Regions from separate parts of the Mus musculus genome. Here regions 2 and 3 are each linked to region 1. Evidence: chromatin contacts called from public Hi-C and Micro-C data. All regions are on one chromosome and are shown on one strand. Each heading gives the region's core, a stretch centred on a gene start, on an enhancer-like site or on the middle of the called end of the contact. The rest is flanking DNA. Distances are from core to core; before and after follow the strand shown. Region 1 holds the start of Plekhg1 (pleckstrin homology domain containing, family G (with RhoGef domain) member 1). Region 2 overlaps Plekhg1 (pleckstrin homology domain containing, family G (with RhoGef domain) member 1). Region 3 holds the start of Mthfd1l (methylenetetrahydrofolate dehydrogenase (NADP+ dependent) 1-like).

Region 1 (3,157 bases), core at 24-2,523:
CCCCGCTTGAGTTCCTGCCTTGACTTCCTCCAATGTTGAATAGTGATGTGGACGTGAAAGCCAAGGGTTTCCCTGCCCTCTTGGCTTTTAGTTATGGTGTTTCATCACAGCAGTAGTAACTATATGTTGGACAAAAGAATGACTTGCATACCAGGGGGAAGCAGGCAGGACGGCCAGAGTTCATTATGCTACTCAGAATGTGGACACATTGAAAGGTGAATTGTTTGTTTATTAAAAAAGCAAAACAAGCAAAAAACAAAAAACCCTCTCACCCAGTACCATAAAACTTTATAATATGTGGTGTACTACAGGGAGATGAAGTTCTTAGAATCAAGCAGAGTGCGTGGCTGTGTCTTACTACGCCTGGTGAAACACAGGCATATCTGACACACCTGTTTGAAAGGTGCCAAGTGCTACCAAGAATGTCACCAAAAAGGCACCTGTGATAGAGGTCCTATTTTTTATTGTCCTACCTTATGGGTGCCTTTAAACATCTGGCTGTCGCAAAGGTCTCTGCCTCCTTTTCCACTTTTGCTTTCTCTAATCAAAGGTCATCCAGTATGTTCACTGGGGTGGTGGGGGTGCTGATGCCTGAACCCAGTAAGCACCCTTCTCCCATTTCCTAGTGTTGTGACATCATAAGCTACAGTGTGAAATTCGAGTTTGGATGCAAAGAAACGGTGTTGGATCCGATTTCAGAACACTCTGGGAAGTGGCCATGTCCAAGGCTTAGCTGTACCCCAACAGCCCAGAGAAGAGAAGAAAAAAGAAAGCGATGTGGCTGTTAACACAGTAGCAGGGAGTTTTTTTTTTTTTTTAAAGAAGAGAGAAGAGAGAAAAGAAAAACAAAAAGAAAAAGAGGGAAAGGAAAACGGAAAGAGAAGAAAAGGAGAAAAGAGAAGAAAAGGAAAGAGAAGAGAAGAGAAGAGAAGAGAAGAGAAGAGAAGAGAAAAAAGAAGAGAAGAGAAGAGAAGAGAAGAGAAGAGAAGAGAAGAGAAAAGAAAAGAAAAGAAAAGAAAAGAAAAGAAAAGAAAAGAAAAGAAAAAAGAAAAGAGACAAAAACTTTCCCCCCAGAGGCTGTAATTTGACTGCTGTCTTTGGCAAAGCTCCAGAGAGCAAGCTTAATCTCTTTCTGAGCTGCCTCCTCCTCTCTGCCTCTTTCCTCCCGCAGGGCCCCGTGGAGGCGGGCGGGGACCGCAACCCGCTGCAGCGGACCGAGGAGCGGGGCGGGGCGGGACACGCCGGGAGCAGAGTGGGAAAGAGGAAGTGGAGCCAGGCGAGCTGCAGGGCTCGGGGCCGCCGGAGCCGGCGCTGGAGCGCAGCGCACCGCGGAGCCAGCGCTCGGGAGCCGCCCCTCTCCCGTAAGCTCCGCCGAGACTATTCCAGGGACCAGACAAGGGAAGCCGGGGACCTCGGCCACGCGCCCCGAATCTGCAGGTGGGAAGAGCGGGATCGCAGTGCCTGGCCCTGGGCGGGGGGGGGGGGGGGGGGGGGGGGGGGGGGCGGGGCGGGGGGTGTCTCTGAGCGCTGCTCCTGGGAGGGGACTGATGGGGTCGTTGGCAGTCGACTGATGGGGTCGACTCAGGCAGGACCTGCTAGCCCGGCGCTCCCGCCCCTTGCTGCAGCCACCCGGGTTGCAGTTTGCAGCTCCGCGAAGTTTGCTCAAGCGCGCCGTGTGCCACCCGCGCCCCCAAGTCAAGCGGAACTATCCCCAAATAGGACAGTCTGGACAACACCCCAACAGCGGTGCGGGCGCGATGGCGGGGAGTGCTGTGTGCTCCAGCTAGGAGCAGTCCTGCGTGGGGCAGAAACTCGCGTGGGCGCCCCCAAATCAGCAAGTCAGCGCTTTATAGGAGTGACCCGGGAGTCTAGAAGCTGTGCCCCATCCGTCACCCGGACACACGGTAATACCTAGCTGGCTACGACTGTGTGGACTGTTGGCCAGAGGAAAAGGTTGTTGGGGGGCGGGCAGCAGGCCCCGGGGTGACTGCTAGAGCAGACCCCCTCTTTGTGTCCCCCATGGAGTCTCAGAGCTCTACAGTCCAGGACGCCCAGTGAGGAGAGGGTGGTTGGCTTCCTCAGTTTCACAATGTTCCTGAGAAACAATGATGTAGCTGATTGCTTGGATGTGTTGTATGAAGTTGGTATGTGTAAAGCTGACTGTGTGTGCAACCCTGGAATTTCATTAAGCTCTGGCGGCTCTTGGCGCTCTCTTTGTACCACCTTCAGGTGGCCAGAGCTTACTGCACCTATTTTGACAGCGATTTTATCTTCTCAGGAAACCCAGTCACCTCGGGAGGGTTGTTTTGGGGATTAGGGGCACTCTGGATACAAACTGAATACACATTGGATACAAAACCAGTAGGATGCCTTAAGTCTGGGTCAGATTTAACGTTTAATTGAATTCCAGGCTTAGATTGCGTTAAAACCTGTGGTCAGCCTGTTTGAATTCTCAGTTTCTGGAGTTCGCATACTTTCAAAGAATAGATGAGTTTTGGTTTTTGTTGTTGTTGTTAAACTGATGTTTTTTTTGTTTTTTTTTTTTGTTTTGTTTTGTTTTTAAAGTGTATCCAAGTCTATCGTGTCAGAGATCTAAAACCTCTCAACTTTAGCCTTACACTGTGTGGGACGTGAGGAAAAGCAATCCTGGTAGCTTGTACTTCCTCACTGTTAAAGCAGTGTATATGAACCACATAGTTTTAATTGGTTTTACCCCTTTCAGTCCAGGGTATTTATTTATTCTACAGTAGTTAACACTTCTATACAAAAGTGATGGGCTAGTGTTTGACCCTTTAACATCTTTGAGTCTGGCTTCCTGATTCCTGACTTAGCTTTTTGTCTCTTGGAATTGCACCCCGTCTAAGCCGTTAAAACCGACCAGGAAGAAACTTTCTTTTCCAGAGTTCACTGACCTCCCTGGCTTCCTCCGCAAGTGGGACCCCACCAGTAATCCTTGTGTGACCTTCCTTCCATTTCCCTTGCATGACAGATTCCCCCCAAAGCCTTTTGCAAAGGGATAAAACAGAGAGAGAACGGGAACAGCTGTTTGGTAGTCAAACTGGTGCCCAAATCTGCCTTTCTTTGATAAAATTTGTCTGCGCCTGTCCTTCCCCTGTGATTCCACTTTCCTCAATGCCTTTAGTATAGATGATTGTTA
Region 2 (2,990 bases), core at 255-2,754, 160 kb after region 1:
ATAGAAGATGGTGGGTGCCTAGGCCCATAGCTCAGCTGCCTCCCTGATATGACCCAACAAAAGAGGAAGCCAAGGGTCCTGTGTACTCAGTGCCTTTCAACCCACCTGCTAGCCCAGTGGACAGTAAAGTGCCCTGTAGGGAGCTGAAGAACTGCTCATTCCTCCTCAGTGACAAAATGTGGAAAAAGGGAGGGGATCCCAGGCTTCCTCCTCTGGAGGCCTGCAATTACTAGACCAGGTGATCCAAGCACACCTCTCTCGGACGCCCTCCCTCCCCTCCCCCTCCTCACTTGTTAAATGTCCCTCCCTCCACTGCTTTCAGGTTCAGGTAGCGTGCTCCCATATGTAGCTACTCTGGTCTAACCAAACTCCCTATGGTTGCCTTTTTGGTACTAATGCTAGAGTATTTATCTCATTGCATCCTCTGGTTGCTACTACTGTTGCTAGGGAATTAGGAGTGGCCTCTTTTGGATTGTAGTCTGGATAGTTTTGTTAATAAAAGAACTTAGAAATAGACTTGGAAGGAAGCTCTAGGACAATATTATTAGCGGTTGGGAGAAAAACAGAACAGGCAAGCTGTAAATCTCAACAGCTGCCAGGGAAATGGAGACAGAGAAGAGGAAGAGAGGCATGCCATTTGAGTTAGGCCAGCAATCTGTGCAATGGAAGTCAACAGGCAGGGGCCTGGCAGAAGCCAGATGTGTGTGTGTCAGAGAGAGGGCAGCAGTGGGAGCTTCAGAGGGCAGGTGGGAAAGGCCAGAGTGTCTGGGAGAGCATGCTTAGACTTCGGGCAAGCATCCAAAAGAAAAAGAAATGGGGGAAAGGAAAGGGAAAAGTTACAAAAAAGAAAAAGTTAGGGCTCCTCTGTACTGCTGCCTGATGGAAGTTGCTTTGCAGCAGGGAGTTTTAGAGGTATGGCTTATATATATATATAATATACATCACTATATATCCTCATAAATATGTATCTTCACATATATCCACATACATACATACATACATACATACATACATACATGTGTGTGTGTGTGTGTGTGTGTGTGTGTGTGTGTGTGTGTGTGTATGATCCTGATCAAGGTTTGTCTCTGCCCGTCATTGATCCAGCTTTTGGGTGATGCCCTCTTGGGAGACAAGTTCCTCTTCTGGCTAATATCAAAGCCTTTCTCCTCTCCCCCATGCCCAGTGTGGAATTGCAGTACAAATGTTTTCCTTTGGAGTCCATTGTTTTTCAGTAGGGTAGCACAAGTGTCTCTCTTTAAAAAGATCTTCTCTCCTGCCAAGGGCTACAATCCGTTCCTGGAATGGACCACCTCTGCCTTTGCCTGTGATCCTTCTGTACTGAATATGTGGGTCCTTCTCTCCTGATCATGTATTGGTCTTTTAGCCAGAAATGTACATGGACCTGTTTGTTGATACTTGTCGTTTCAGCTAGCCAAGGAGGCAGCTCCTTGCAGGAAGGGATCCTGTGTGATTCAGCTTGTAAACAACTAGCTTGTAAAATAGAACTTGGCACCTACTCTTAACGCCCTCGGAAAAAACAGGAGGAAGGACTAGCTGAGTGGAAGGGAGTGTGCTTCTACACTGTAAATCAATATATCAATGTAGGTCATTCTGGTGTCACTGGCATCCTAACACAGTACCAGGTGGTGGCTTCTGTGAAATGGAGGAGATGCTCTCTCCAAAATAAAAGACCACCACCACCATCAAGAAAAGGGGAAACTATAGGCACTCTATTCAAAGACCAGGGTACAAAGTGCTAACAGAAGAGGCTGAACACAAAAACACTATAGAAGTCCACTGTGTAGGAGCTTGAAATACAAGCAAGACAATTAGGAAAGACGTTTCCAGTTTCCTTTGTATCTCCAAGCTAAAGAGAGTGCAGGATAAGATGGATTTAAACATAAGGAGGCACCATAGCTACATTTCATGTAAATAACTGCCTGTTCTTCATTGTGGTTTGTCTCTAGTGCCATGTTAACCAGGTTCTAACATTTTAAACATGATCTCAAAGAAGAGAGAGGATGGAGGAGCCACTGGCTAAGCTCCTTCAAGCACCTTGTAGAAATTGTCCCAGTGAGCTCTGTAGAGCTGTAGTATCCTTTTGTGTCTTTGCAGCATGATTATCTAGACCAAGATTTCTTTAACTGCTTCACGTGTGTGTGTGTGTGTGTGTGTGTGTGTGTGTGTGTGTGTGCGTGTGTGTGCATGCATACCATTTTATAGTTTGTTACTCATTATTGTTTTTGTAAAATAATGAAATGGGAAAGAATAAAGGTATGCTAGTTCTGTGGTTAGAGGTATGGTTCTGTTCCTGGTACTCGTGTGGAAACTCACACCTGCCTATAAGCACAGGTCCAGTGAAGGTCAGACACCCTCTTTTGATTTCTGAGGAATCATGGAAGCTCATGGTGCACAGACATACATGCAGGCAAAGTATTCATGCACATAAAATAATAATAATAGTAATAATAATAATACCAATGGGTTGGCGAGATGGTTCAGTGGGTAAGAGGACTGCTTTTCCAAAGGTCCTGAGTTCAAATCCCAGCAATCACATGGTGGCTCACAACCACCTGTAATGGGATATGATGCCCTTTTCTGGTGTGTCTGAAGACAGCTACAGTGTACTTACTTATAATAATTAATAAATCTTTGGGCCAGAGTGAGCAAGGCTGACTAGAGCTAGCAGAGGTCCTAAATTCAATTCCCAAGAACCACGTAAAGGCTCACAACTACAGTGTACTCTTATACATAATAAATAAATAAATCTTTTTTAAAAAATCTTTAAAAAATAAAAATTTTAAATAATTTTAATTTTTTTCTAGTTTTCTATCTTTCTTTTATATATTTTTTAATTAGGTATTTTTCTCATTTACATTTCCAATGCTATCCCAAAAGTCCCCCATACCCTCCCCCCTCCCCACTGCCCTACCCACCCACTCCCACTTTTTGGCCCTGGCGTTCCCCTGTACTGGGGCATATAAAGTTTG
Region 3 (3,161 bases), core at 99-2,598, 230 kb after region 1:
TGCAGGCAGAGTGAGCTTCACATTTCCCACAGCTCTTGTTCCTCTAGACGCACCACAGTCCTGGGAGATGTCGCACAGTATTGAGTTTATTCCACAGATGAGAAATGTTGTGTTTAGGGATCCCCAATCTAAAAGGGACATCTATCAAACCTGCCCTAATAAATGAATGGACATGGCCAGAAGATAGATTCCAATATCCCTTCCATGGGCTCATCTCTAAGGGCTTAAATTCCTCCATGTATAAGCTTCAACTCTTAAAATATGCCTCCATCTCCCAGTAACCAAGAGGGTGACCAGGTTTTTAATATATGGACCTTTGGGACACATATCCAACCTACAGCAGTGAGGAAGGCAGAGGATATCCTGTAAACACTGTCTGACTCAACCTCATCGTAGGCACTTTTCATAGGGAGTAAGTTTCTGTGGCTCCAAGTTCCAACTAGATGTGTGTATTTTTTTTTTTCTTAAACTTTTTACCCTCTTTGGAACCTGCTTGTCCATGCATTTCAAAAACATGGCCCCCGTGTGTCAGTGAGGTGGCTCAACAGGTATAGTCACTTGCTGCCAAACCTATGAAGTTGAGTTCTATCCCTAGAACAATCCTTCTGCCCAGCACCTCAGCACGCCGCTGCTGACCCCAAGATAGAATCAGAGAACTGGTTTCTTCAGGTTGTCCTATCCTTTACTTGCTGCAAGCTCAAGGACACAAGTAAAACTTAAAAAGAGGAAGAGGAGGAGGGCACGTGGAATTGGGCAAGCTCACAGCTCTGCCAGCAAACCAAATGACTTCTCTTGATCGCAGGTTCTCCTGGTTAGAAATCAGACGAATGGCGTTCCATTTCTTACATCTGTTGGGGTTAATAAATATATCTTTCCAGCACACAAGACAGCGTGAGCACTCAAAAAACGGTCTCTGCCTTGCACAAATTCTACCCTACCTCATTTGTGGTCTACAAAGTTACTATGTTATTCCCACTAGCCTTGGAAATTATAAACTTGGAAGACTCAGTCCTAAAACCATTGACGTTAATCTGCTTAAGGCTACAAAACCAGCATTTGCATTGCAAACTCTAAGAACGACATTTAGCCCTAGGCCACCTCCCACGTAATAAACACTTCCTTCTGAAGGTCTAAACTGGACTTAGGACCACTACCTCCTGAGGAAAGTGAGCTGCATTATGAAGACCAAGGGTGGCATCAGGTTTTGAGGCAGAAGGGCTGGCCATACAATCTCAGGGCAAGGGCTCAGCACCACGCTGATGCCCCACCTCCTATGCCTTGACTTTCTGGCAACTCCAACCAAAAGCTTCACGTCCGCTGGCCCCCGCCCTGTTAACGTCACGGCCACTTGGTACAGTGCCCCCTAGGGGCCTCAGTTCCTCCCACGAGGAAGAGTCTAGTCTTTCCTGCTGCTGGCCCTTTACTGTGCCGCTTGGCTCTCTGGTGCCTCCCACGCCAGCCCGGGGAAGAACTTGCAGCCGCATCTCGGCGCCTGGGGATAACCAGTCACCCCGCACTCTGCAGCAGCATGAGCGTCCGCCTCCCTCTCCTGCTTCGCCAGCTCGGCCGCCAGCAGCTGCCCTCGGGCCCGGCGTGTCGCCTCCGTGAGCTGTGTCGCTCAGGCAGCAGAAGCAGCAGCAGCGGAGGTGGTGACCCCGAGGGGTTACGCGGGCGGCGGCTGCAGGATGGCCAAACCTTCAGCAGCCATGGCCCAGGCAATCCGGAAGCCCCCGGGATGGACTCCATCGTCAGGTGAGTGTCCTGTTTGTCTACAGGCAGGTCCCTAGCCAGGGACCCAAGGACCCAATGGCACTCTCGGCCGCTGGGAGACCCGAGGGACCGTTCGTAGGGCGGGAAACAGAGAATGCTTGGTTCCGACTTGCTAGAGACGCCTTGCGATTGGCAGAGAGGGCGTGGGGGCGAAGGGGAACGTCCGGAGTATGGGACCCGGTAGATGAGGGCATCCCCCCCAGCCGGCGCGCGCCTCACGGACCGCACGCCCCGCTCCACGTGCACCGCCCGCCTCCGGCTCTGATGCAACCGCGCCGGGCGTGGCGCCGACAGGAAAAGGGCGGTGCGGCCCTGGGCGGGAGAGAAGCAAGGAGGATGGCCCTACAATCCCGCCACTGCTGATGTCCCACTACTGAAGGAGGGGCGGGCTAAACCCCTTGCGGAAGCCCTCTAGGTCTAGGCGTACGGTCCGCTCCGGAGCATCGCTGCTCAGAGAGCACACAGGTTCCGGTGCAGCAGTATCTGGAAAGTTCATTCTATATCCGGTGGTGATCTGAGCAGAGTCATCTGGTCAGACCCTATAGTGAGTTTGCTAGGCCACTGCTGTGCAGAGGCACCTACCTGCAAAGGGCGGGAAAGCCCTTTTCTGCTTTGATTCCCAACTGGGGCTATGGAAACAAATGAGCAAAAATAATCTGCCCCCAGGGGCTGTCACACATATATCCCGCAACAAGTAGTCATTATTTTTACAATAAACTAAACTAAGCTCTACAAACTTGGTGTAATGAGCATGACAGTAAATACTTAAGGTTCAGTGAACTAAAAAGCAGAATTTAAAATGTTACATGGGTACGTTTGTAATAAGGAAAAACGTTCTCACAGTTTTTTGATAAAATCCAACATTTTATGGACACTGACATTTCAATTTCATGTGGTTTTCACGTGCTATGAAGTATCCTTATTTCTGTTTTTCTACCAGTTGTTTAAAAATGGAAGCTCAGGCTAGGGAGACTGCTCAGTTAAGTACTGAGTAAAAGTACTGGCTGGGGGAAACATGAAGACCTAAGTTCCATCCCCAGTACCCATGTGGGCATGGTGGCATACTCTTGACATCCCAGTCCCTGAGAGGCAGAGAAGGTCAGATCGTGAAGCTCACTGGCCAGCCCACACAGCATAATCCAGACCAATGACAGGTCCTGTATCCAAAATTAAAGTGAGCAACTGTTGAGGGACAGCATCCAGAGTTGACCTATGGCGTGTACACACAACACACATGCATCAGAACATGCATCCTTGAATATATAAGTAAAAACATATGTGTGCATGCACGTGTCCTTAGCTAAATGGGTGGCTCTGCTTCAGAACCAGAGGTCAGTGCTTAGGAATCGGATGCCTTCCTTCTGCAGTGTGCCTGTGTCACTGGGTGTGTG

Evidence for each region. A called contact is a pair of places that touch in the nucleus more often than the background predicts.
Region 2: a contact with region 1 is called in a Hi-C map of uterus. The contact joins the enhancer-like site here to the promoter of Plekhg1 in region 1. A contact is called at or near these places in 8 of 39 promoter capture datasets (the 3T3-L1 cell line, 3T3-L1-derived adipocytes, the SN4741 cell line and 5 more), 6 of 484 Hi-C or Micro-C datasets (embryonic stem cells, nephron progenitors, psoas muscle and 2 more), 2 of 115 datasets of contacts at active chromatin or transcription factors (embryonic stem cells and neural progenitor cells) and 1 of 9 other capture datasets (adipose tissue).
Region 3: a contact with region 1 is called in a Micro-C map of embryonic stem cells, with 2.5 times the contacts expected there. The contact joins the promoter of Mthfd1l here to the promoter of Plekhg1 in region 1. A contact is called at or near these places in 7 of 39 promoter capture datasets (the C10 cell line, hematopoietic stem and progenitor cells, liver and 2 more), 2 of 484 Hi-C or Micro-C datasets (both in embryonic stem cells), 3 of 115 datasets of contacts at active chromatin or transcription factors (astrocytes, bone marrow-derived macrophages and extraembryonic endoderm stem cells) and 3 of 9 other capture datasets (bone marrow-derived macrophages, embryonic stem cells and liver).

Annotation. Positions count from the first base shown.
Region 1 is chr10:3,739,104-3,742,260 of GRCm38.p6, forward strand. It overlaps Plekhg1 (pleckstrin homology domain containing, family G (with RhoGef domain) member 1), which reads left to right and starts at 1,274. Exons shown (of 17, transcript NM_001159942.1): 1 at 1,274-1,437. All of the region lies in intron 1 of Gm30164 (a long non-coding RNA gene), which reads right to left.
Region 2 is chr10:3,896,742-3,899,731 of GRCm38.p6, forward strand. All of the region lies in intron 3 of Plekhg1 (pleckstrin homology domain containing, family G (with RhoGef domain) member 1), which reads left to right. Among named protein-coding and RNA genes, the nearest start is that of Mthfd1l, 75 kb to the right of the region's middle. Within about 2 kb of position 1,505, at least 12 of the 459 cell types and tissues checked have an H3K27ac peak or open chromatin away from gene starts, as enhancers often do. A contact at or near this core is called in uterus, where this site is marked.
Region 3 is chr10:3,971,727-3,974,887 of GRCm38.p6, forward strand. Mthfd1l (methylenetetrahydrofolate dehydrogenase (NADP+ dependent) 1-like) reads left to right here and starts at 1,349. Exons shown (of 28, transcript NM_172308.4): 1 at 1,349-1,752. The coding sequence starts at 1,529.